Linked DNA regions of Canis lupus: region 1 is linked to region 2. Evidence: chromatin contacts called from public Hi-C data. All regions are on one chromosome and are shown on one strand. Each heading gives the region's core, a stretch centred on a gene start, on an enhancer-like site or on the middle of the called end of the contact. The rest is flanking DNA. Distances are from core to core; before and after follow the strand shown.

Region 1 (4,498 bases), core at 1,582-4,081, 240 kb after region 2:
GGCGCAGAGAGAGGCTCTAGGTCCCCAGGCAGGTTTATTGAGTGCTGTCCACTGAGGAACCTGCTCCCCTCCAACTGCCTTTCCTCTCTCCATTTGAGTTCCAATTCAACCAGCTTCTTTCTTGACAGGTGACCCCCACCGCCACCCAGCCCAACATGTCAGACCCACCCTCCCAGCTGAGCAATCTCCTCCTGTCTGTAACACTGGTCATATGCGAGCAGATCCTAGTAGACTGTTGGCCTTGATTTGCAGTTCAGATGGTATTCTGTGTGGTTGCTGCCCACATGTCCTTCCACCCCTACCCTCCCACGCCCGAGAGGTGTACAACTATTGACTGGACCTATGCTTTTTAGAAACCCCACAAAAGTCGGCAACCATATCCAAAGAAAGATTCGATCCTAATCTGCATAATTTGGGGTCCAAGAGCTTAGAAATGAGATTCTTATCCATTTACTTCAGACACACAGTCGCGCCATTAGATGCATTTTACTTGGCAGGGATTTGACGATGTGACCTTACTCGCTTTTATTCCTGCGATGCCCAGAGAAAGCAAGAGCAGTGCAGGACGGCGAAAGAAGATGTGTTTGTGTGAATTTCAATCAGCAGTTGGTTCAGAGGCAAAAACAAAACAAAACAAAACAAAACAAAACAAAACAAAAAACAGAGCTGTTTTGCATTTCCGTGAGTTCTACATGAAGGTGCCTTTGGGCTCTGAGCCGTCCAAGCATTTTTGGGCTGAACCTGCAGCCAAGCAGAGTCCCAGACCTGCGGGGCCCCATGGGTTAAAATCACTCCCACAAATTTGCTGGCTGGCCTCAGAGCAAATGGGGATAGTGGGTTGGCTCATGTTTTGCATTAACTCGTTTGCTTTTTTCCACTGCAGCCTCACATTCTGTGATAAACCTGAGTTGCTAGGAAAGCTTTATGTAACACCCACTGGCCTCAGCTCCTCAGAGCAGCAAGTGTTCTGTTTCCAGAGTTCCCCATAAACCTGGCAGCACATCAAAACCTCTGTTTCATAACAGACCAGAAATAGGATTTTCTAATAACATTCCAAGGACTGGACTTATCGTGCAGAGGTCTGGACTTTTATGAATTGTTAATGGTTAACTAAACAGAGACCCCCACGACGCCCACCCTGCTATCTTTGGGGTTGAGGAGGGGAGGGACATCGGAAGAATATGGTTTCTACATCCATGATCTGTTGGTTTGTGACCCGAGGCTTTTTTCAGAGAATTTGCTAAATAATCTCAAACATATTGAGGATCTTACTCATGTTTTAAAAAAAGAAAAAAGAAAAAAAAAAAACCAACAACTACCTTCCTCCTGCTTCCTCCTTCATTCATGGAGAATGTGGTTTCCTTTTATTTTGTTGCCAGACACACTGACAGTTGCAGATTTAACCTTGATCTTTCCTTTGGGAGAGGGCAGCTCTCTTCAGTGGGGACACACCTAGTTCTGGGGGATCCAAGTGGTGGCCTCGCCGCCATCCTCCCTTGCACCCATGTGCTCGCTCTTAGCCATCCACCCTGCCTCGTTGGGTTCTGGTTTAGATTATGACAGGGAGTTCCCTGCTAAAGGCCATTTGCAGCCTATTTGGATGTCACTGGGGAAACTTCTTCCCAGGGTTCCAACCACACATCTCTTTGTTCCATTTTCATCTGCTGTGCCTTCCTTCCGGTTCTGCCTGGAACATCATTATTCTATCCTCCTTGTGCAGTTAGCACGTGGGCAACGATTCAGAACAAGAGAAACCCTAGGTATGGAACAGCTGGGACCAGAGGCCCAGCATTGGCCAGACTCACCTCTGGGCAGAACCCCATGTGATCCGGCGACAGGGAGCTGCCGCCACAAGATGTTGAGGTGATGCTGTCATCCCCTCCTGTGTCCTGGGCACCTCCCCACTCTTCTTCCCTGGGTTGGCTCTCTGGACTTACCCCAACAAATGGAGAGGAGCCAGTCCCTTGCTGGGGTCTCAGCTTCAGCTCAACCAGAGGCTGGGACCCTATGCTCTGAGCTCCTGCACCCCGATTTCCTCAATTCCTGCACTGTAAGTCTCATACACCTTCCCATTTTGGAATATTGGCCTCCAGACGTGCCAACTTAGGCCTTTCCAGGACAATTCTCTCTTGGCTATTTCTTCACGGCCACTGACATAATTTCTCCGGCCTCTCCAGCGTTTGCAACACTTCCCCATTTAGTTCCATGAGAGTGGTGTTTACCTGCTGTTCACTCTTTCTTCTGGATCATTAGGAAAAATGATAAAGAAAAGGGTCCTCACCCCATCACCATGCAGAGCTGGGCCCTGGGCCCCGCCCCCCCCATGCCTCCTGAACCCTCAATCAGAAGTGGCTCCCGCGAAACAGCGGTCAGAGTGGGCTTCCGGCACCAGGCTTGGGTTTAATATCCTTGAGATCCATTTAGTGTCTGGACACCTGGTTGCTATGGAGACGGTTGTCATAAAAACACACCGATCTGTAGAGAGATATAAACCGGATCCCTGTGGTACACGGTTGGACGCATTAGCTCAGAGAAACAGCACACAGCTTATCGCTTCTCTTTGTTGACACAGTGCCTCTGCCTTTCAAATCCCACCTGAGCGACCTTAGGGCCAGGCCAATGCAAATTCATTTTCAGTTAATATTTCGTAAGGGACGACCCAGGGCTTCACCGAAGGCCAGATGCCCCTGCTTTCCTGTCCCAAGCTGAGTCAGCCCAGAAGAGGACATTCTTCCTCGTCACGGGTTGTTCTCTGCCGACTGTCATCGATCCGTGCGCACGCCTGAGCAGGCAGGATCAAAACACTGACCCTGCCCAGCGCATCAGATCAGGTGGCTGGGGACGAGCAACAGGTGTGAGCAGGAGGCTTAGGGTGCCCTGCCGGCTTGGAGGGGCCGAAGCTGGCAGGGGCCCCAGAGTCCAATCCAGGATGTAGTGCAGGCCTGTATCTGTTGTCGGCCAGCTCAGCACTGGGTGGGTCAGGGAGAGACCTGATAAGGTGCACAGGGGTGCCCACTAACCGGCTTCACCTCCTCACTGTCGGAATCCTCCAAGCCTTACCATTGGCTGGGGTTAATGTCTCTCCCTCAGTCTGGTCTACGTGCAGAAACCAGCAAAACACTTGCCACCCCTCTCTTGAGCATGCAGCTCTGGCGCTGTAAAGGGGACAGGCAGAGATGCACTCTGCAAGTCCTGAAGCCTAGGGAGGGTCCTGCTGAAATTCTTTTGGGGAAGGGGGTGAAAGAATGATTTGGTGTTCATCATTTTAGCTCTGCCATCAGCCGAGTATACGTAGGGTAGGAGAATGGAAGGAGAGAGCCAGCTAAGGCAGTGGTCACATTATGAAGGCAGGCGAGCTTTGCTTCCATAGTGGCTCCCCACGCTGGCGGCTGCTGCTAAAATGTGAGCTCTCCCCACCAGCTCCCCACAGGCACTCCTGCATTAACACCCGAGACCCAGATCACCTTCAGTGCTATTCCTTATTTTGGAAGATGTCTGGCTTCTAGAAGACGGGTCATCACTTCGTCTTTGACTTGGTCTTTGATCTTCGGCAATTCCTTTGGTTTCCCCAAATGCCTCAGTTCCCTTCCTTTTTTTGGGAGACACATTTCTGTTTCTATTTAAAACCAAAAGGCATTTAAAACATCTTTTGCCTTAGTCAATCCTATCACATTGCTACTGAGAGAGGAGGGAAGGATGGGACCCAGGCTAACATGTCTGATTCTGAGAACAAGCAATGCATTTATCTTGCATGATATTAACATGAAATGTGATATAATATTAAGACATCTGTTCCCAGTGTCCCTGCACATCCCAGTGGATGAGATTCAAAAATAACTGCCTTTGTGCTCTTGTAAACCCTTTGGCTAGTGCCATAAAATACCCTGGGATGTGTGTTAGTTCAACCTCTCATTTGCATATTTTCAATTTCTCCAAATAACCCCCTTAACATGCCCTTATCAATAGTTTATCAAATAGAAGGACGCCTGGGTAAGCTGTCAGTTAAGCATCTGCCTTCGGCCCAGGTCCTGATCTCAGGGTCCTAGGATCAAGCACTACATTGGGCTCCCTGCTTGGCGGGGAGTCTGCTTCTTCCTCTGCCCCTCCCCCCACTCATGCAAGCACACACTCTCTCTCTCTCTCTCTCTCTAGTGCACTCTCTCTCAAATAAATAAAATCTTAAAAAAAATAGCTTATCGGCAGCATCTTCATTAGTTCTCAGTTGCCCTTCCCCCTTATCTTTCTTTTTCTTGGTAAAGATAAATTTTTAGGGGCTCCTGGCTGGCTCAGTCGGGTGGAATGTGCAACTCTTGATCTTCGAGTCATGAGTTCGGTCCCCATGTTGAACGCACAGATTATGCAAAAATAAAATCTTAAAAAAAAAAAGAGAGAGATATCATTACAAAACAAAAAGTGGTTCAAAAGATCAGCTAATATGGAGTCATTTACCTTTCAACTTCCTCTCCATTCAAGAAGTGGGCCTACTCTTTCTTTTTTC
Region 2 (4,385 bases), core at 1,202-3,701:
TCCATCCATGTTATCACAAATGCTGAAATTTCATTTTTTATGGCTGAGTAATATTCCAGTGTGTATCTATCTATCTATCTATCTATCTATCTATCTATCTATCTATCTATCTATCATCTATCTATCTACCTTATCTATCTTCTTTATCCATCAATGGACACTTAGGTTGTTTCTTTATTTTTTTTTAAATTATTTATTTATTCATGAGAGACACAGAGAGACAGAGACATAGGCAAAGGGAGAAGTAGGCTCCCTGCAGGGATCCTGATACTGGACTCCATCCCAGAACACTGAGATCACAACCTGAGGCAAAGGTAGATGCTTAACCCCTGAGCCACCCAGGTGCCCCCATTTGTACTGTTTCTAGAAGAGATGATCTGCTTAAAAATCCTTCAGCTTTAGATTTCTGCTCTTTAAGGGTCTGGATTTTATTTCAGGAGCTGAGTAGATAGGGCGTTGTGATTCATGTATTTTCAAACCATCTGAAATCTGCTTGGCCACCCAGACAGGTCTGTTAAGTTAGTTAATTTAGTTAATTCTGTGCACTGAAATCTAGGATTTGAATTTGATGACCACACATAACCCTTCATGTGTCCAAGCTTCCACCCAACCCTGGTCAGCCATCCCGATAAATTGAATTGCCACACAGGGGCTGCTTAAAAGAGCACAGATGGGTCCAGTTCAACCCATCAAAACTTAGGAGAAACAATGTAGAACCCAAGGCCTCCTGGTAGAATGGCCTATAATAACACCTTCTAAAGGCATTTGTTTGTTTATTTATGAGAGAGAGAGAGAGCATGCACAAGTGGGGGGAAGGGCAGAGGGAGAGGGAGAGGAAGAGAATCTCAAGCAGACCCCATGCTCAGTGTAAAGTCTGACTCAGGGCTCAATCTCATGACCCTGAGATCATGACCTGAGTGGCTCAAGAGATGAGTGCTCAACTGACTGAGCCACCCAGGCACCCGTCACAATAATACCTTCTACCAGAATGAATACCTGCGACTAATCTTGGACAGATATGGCCTGCCAGGAAAATAGGCTTTGCATTTGTGTTGCTTTTGGTTTTCAAATGAAAATAAATGTATATTTTCATTGATCATAAAAGTACTTCACATTTCTTATAGATACTTTGAAGAAATACAGAAAATATGAGGAAGAAGTTACAAATTACCCTGAAATCTAACTCTACAGAGATGAGTGCTGTTAATAATTAGATAGATAAACCGTCCACGTATCTCTTTTATACACACACACCATCAACACACAGTTATCTAACAGGCATATGCAAGTTTTGTCTCCTACATTTCATTTGTCAAAGTGACCCACACTACTACTATTCTATGGCTTTGGCTGTAGATTTCCAACACTTTTTAATGGTTGCACAGCATTTTACCAAATGTATTTAATTCACTGGCTCAATCATGTCTAGATTGGTTCACTTTTGGTGTGTGTGTATCTATTTACCACACTGTGGTGACTACCTTGTACTTACATTTTGTGCATTTTGTGGCTCATTCGGCTGAGGAGAAATTTTTAGTCTTAAAATTAAGGAGTCAAAGGTTACTTGTTAATAATTGTAATGCACAAGGTCAAACTGCCCCCAGAGAACCTGTAACACTTTACGTCCACCAACGGTATAGGAGAGCGCCCATTCCCACTCTCTGGTCAACCCTGGCTGTTGTCATTGTCCATATTTAGAGTTTTGGTCCATCTGATAGGTTAGAAGTGACGTAATATTGTGGTGTTGATTTGCATTTCCTACATTGTTCTGCTTCTGAATCAATCACTGTCTGTGATTGAGCTGGGGAAAAAAATGACTTCATATCAGGTTCTCAGTACTACGAGAGAACCTAAGCCTGGCATGGAGCTTAGACGATTATCATTCAGAGGAGCCAGAAGCCCAGCATGGAAGAGTTGGACCATCCTTGAGGACCATCATCTTTCACTGATTTATTTACTCAGAGGCTCACTTGCAGCTACTTTTGGGCACTTGTTGAATGGCGTCTAGAAGGCCACATGGTTCCAGTTATACAGGGCTTGAATGACAGAGAGGACATGTGGGCCATTATCTTGAGGCTACGTGCAGGCAGAGATCTGCCTCCCCGTGTTCCTAATGGTGGCTTTGCTCCATGCCACGTCCCCTGATCACATCTCCCTTGGCTTGAACGGTTCTTCCTGTTTCTCTTCTCCTAGGCTTTGAAGCCATCAGCTTCACTTTAGCTAATGCATCCAAGAAATCTGCTGGAAAGCTCCAAAATGCCCAAATGACCCAGTGGATCAGAGAGTGGGGAGCGCAGCCAGCGGGGACGACTGTGGAGAGAAGTTGAGTGCCTGGAGTGGCCACTCTGTCCGGCCGCCTTCCGCTGTGGCCTCAGGCCAGATGACCGGCTGGAGCAGGAGAGGGCTGTGGCAGAGAGTCATTCCTTCTAGGTCTGGCGCTCAGTGGTTTCCTGCCTTGCTGAGGGGCCGTTGCTGGGCGGTGATGATTCATGGCATTTGGACAGTGTGGCTGTGTTCTGAACAGGGAAGTGAAAAATAGCACAGCCAGGGGCAGTGCAGGACAGGACAGGGGCTGTCACAAGATGTGAAGCTTTACTTTGGAAAATGCAGGGGGCGGGGGAGTCACGATGAAGTTGGTCGTGGTTCGGGCCACGTGAGTGTTGGCCCCGCTCACTCTTCTTCGGGGCATCAACTTTTCCAAGTGCTGGTCACTAGGCTGCCCCTTGGAAGTGGCTGCTGGTTTTGGCCCAGCTGCTGGGGGTAGGAGGAAGTGGACAGGTGATTCAGTGAGTGTCAGCTTCCTCTCTGACTCAGGATTGGATCCGTTTCTTAGGGTGGTGCCACCGGGCCCATGTGGCTTTAGCTGGATTCTTTGAAACTGAAGTAAAAATGAAGGCTCTGCCTCTGGTGGTTGCTGGCCCTCCTCTGACCTTTGCAGATGAGTAAGGGGATTAAGCTGGATTCTGTGGCCTCCCCCGAAATTGGGTGAGCTCCTGTGACCCGAGGCCTTCCTGTGGTTCCAGCCCATGAAGACCAGTGAGGTGCAGAGCTGAGGCATCTCCTGGGTCTCTACCCACTTCGGGGGCTGCCTCATATTTGAGGGAGTGGTAGGGTTCTATGGGCCCAGCTCTGGCAGGTATTAGACTGATGGAGGAGGCAGTTGAGTGCCTGGGGATGCCAGCTCTCCCGGGGTCCATTTGTCCGCTTAGCCAGTGGTAGATGGAGAGGGCCAGATGTGCAGCTGCTACCTCCCCCTGAGAATAGTCATGACTGGCCTTTTATTCCGGAGTGCTGAGCTTTCCAAGGATCTGTCATTAGTGTGCTGCCTAAGCGGTCATCCCTGCTCTCACCTGAAACCTGTTCTAAGAAGCACTTCAATTATCCAGATAATTGCCTCTGCCTAAGAGTTCATAATGATAAAAGCACTGACTCGGTAAAGACTTAAAAATTCTCTCAGAGTCGCCACAGGGGTTCTGTATTCCAATGCCCTAAATCACCCTGGGTAATAATCTCTCCTTCCAGTCAGTTCTATCCACTTCTTTCCCCTCCATCCCCTCGTTTCCGTGGTGGGAGCAGAGGTCAGCTGGTCTCACTCAGGCACGATGGCCAGCATCCAATCACAGTGGATCTAATGAGGACTCTATTATTAGTCACACGCAAGAGAAGTGCAACTAAACCCTGTTGGGGCTTCTAAAAAGGAGCTCTGTGTGACAACTGTAGAAGCGGAGGGCGGGGGGGGGGGGGGGGCTCTGAGGACACCTGCAGCTGCGACCTGACCCTGCCAGGCGCTCTCTCTTTTCTCTCACATCATCTTCCAGCAAATATTGATTCTCATCTCTTTGATAAGCTTTCTCCTCGTGGTAGGGAATGTACACGATGGCAGGTTTGCTTATCACACCTCACAGCATCACTGCCGCAGAGGGGCTGAGAATTCCAAAGTCCCAGAGAGAGGCCTCGATGGCCTTCACTGGAGTCAGGTGACCGTCACCCGCTCAATCTCCATAGCCAGGGAAAGATCTCTGAGCAGAATGCTGTTCACATTTGGACCCCATGATGAGTGCAGGGGAAGGAGTATTTTCCAGAGGGGGCTCCTGCCCTAGGCAGACGAACAGTGGGCCGGCTACTTCTGGTTGCTGAAGGCTCTTTCTGATGACCGGGCTGAGCACTAGGCCCTCTCTGCCTCCCCTCTGCCTCTTCTGGGCCAGGGAGTGAGGGACACAGCCCAGGGGAGGTGCCTTCTCTGTTCTCAGAGCTCACTGTTTTATTGTTTGAAAGTCTGCAATAGCTGGGTTTTTTTTCAGCTATGTTTCTGGGGGGGATACATGTCTAGGGCAGCAGCTGTATGACTTTCTGAGGAGATTGCCTTGAAGGATCTAAGCAATGAG

What was found. A called contact is a pair of places that touch in the nucleus more often than the background predicts.
Region 1: a Hi-C map of liver shows a contact between it and region 2, with 2.4 times the contacts expected there. The contact joins two enhancer-like sites. A contact is called at or near these places in 2 of 9 Hi-C or Micro-C datasets (liver and skin fibroblasts).

What each region holds. Positions count from the first base shown.
Region 1 is chr4:5,529,215-5,533,712 of UU_Cfam_GSD_1.0, forward strand. No RefSeq gene overlaps it. Among named protein-coding and RNA genes, the nearest start is that of IRF2BP2, 86 kb to the right of the region's middle. Within about 2 kb of position 2,832, at least 5 of the 20 cell types and tissues checked have an H3K27ac peak or open chromatin away from gene starts, as enhancers often do. A contact at or near this core is called in liver, where this site is marked.
Region 2 is chr4:5,293,415-5,297,799 of UU_Cfam_GSD_1.0, forward strand. No RefSeq gene overlaps it. Among named protein-coding and RNA genes, the nearest start is that of TOMM20, 140 kb to the left of the region's middle. Within about 2 kb of position 2,452, at least 11 of the 20 cell types and tissues checked have an H3K27ac peak or open chromatin away from gene starts, as enhancers often do. A contact at or near this core is called in liver, where this site is marked.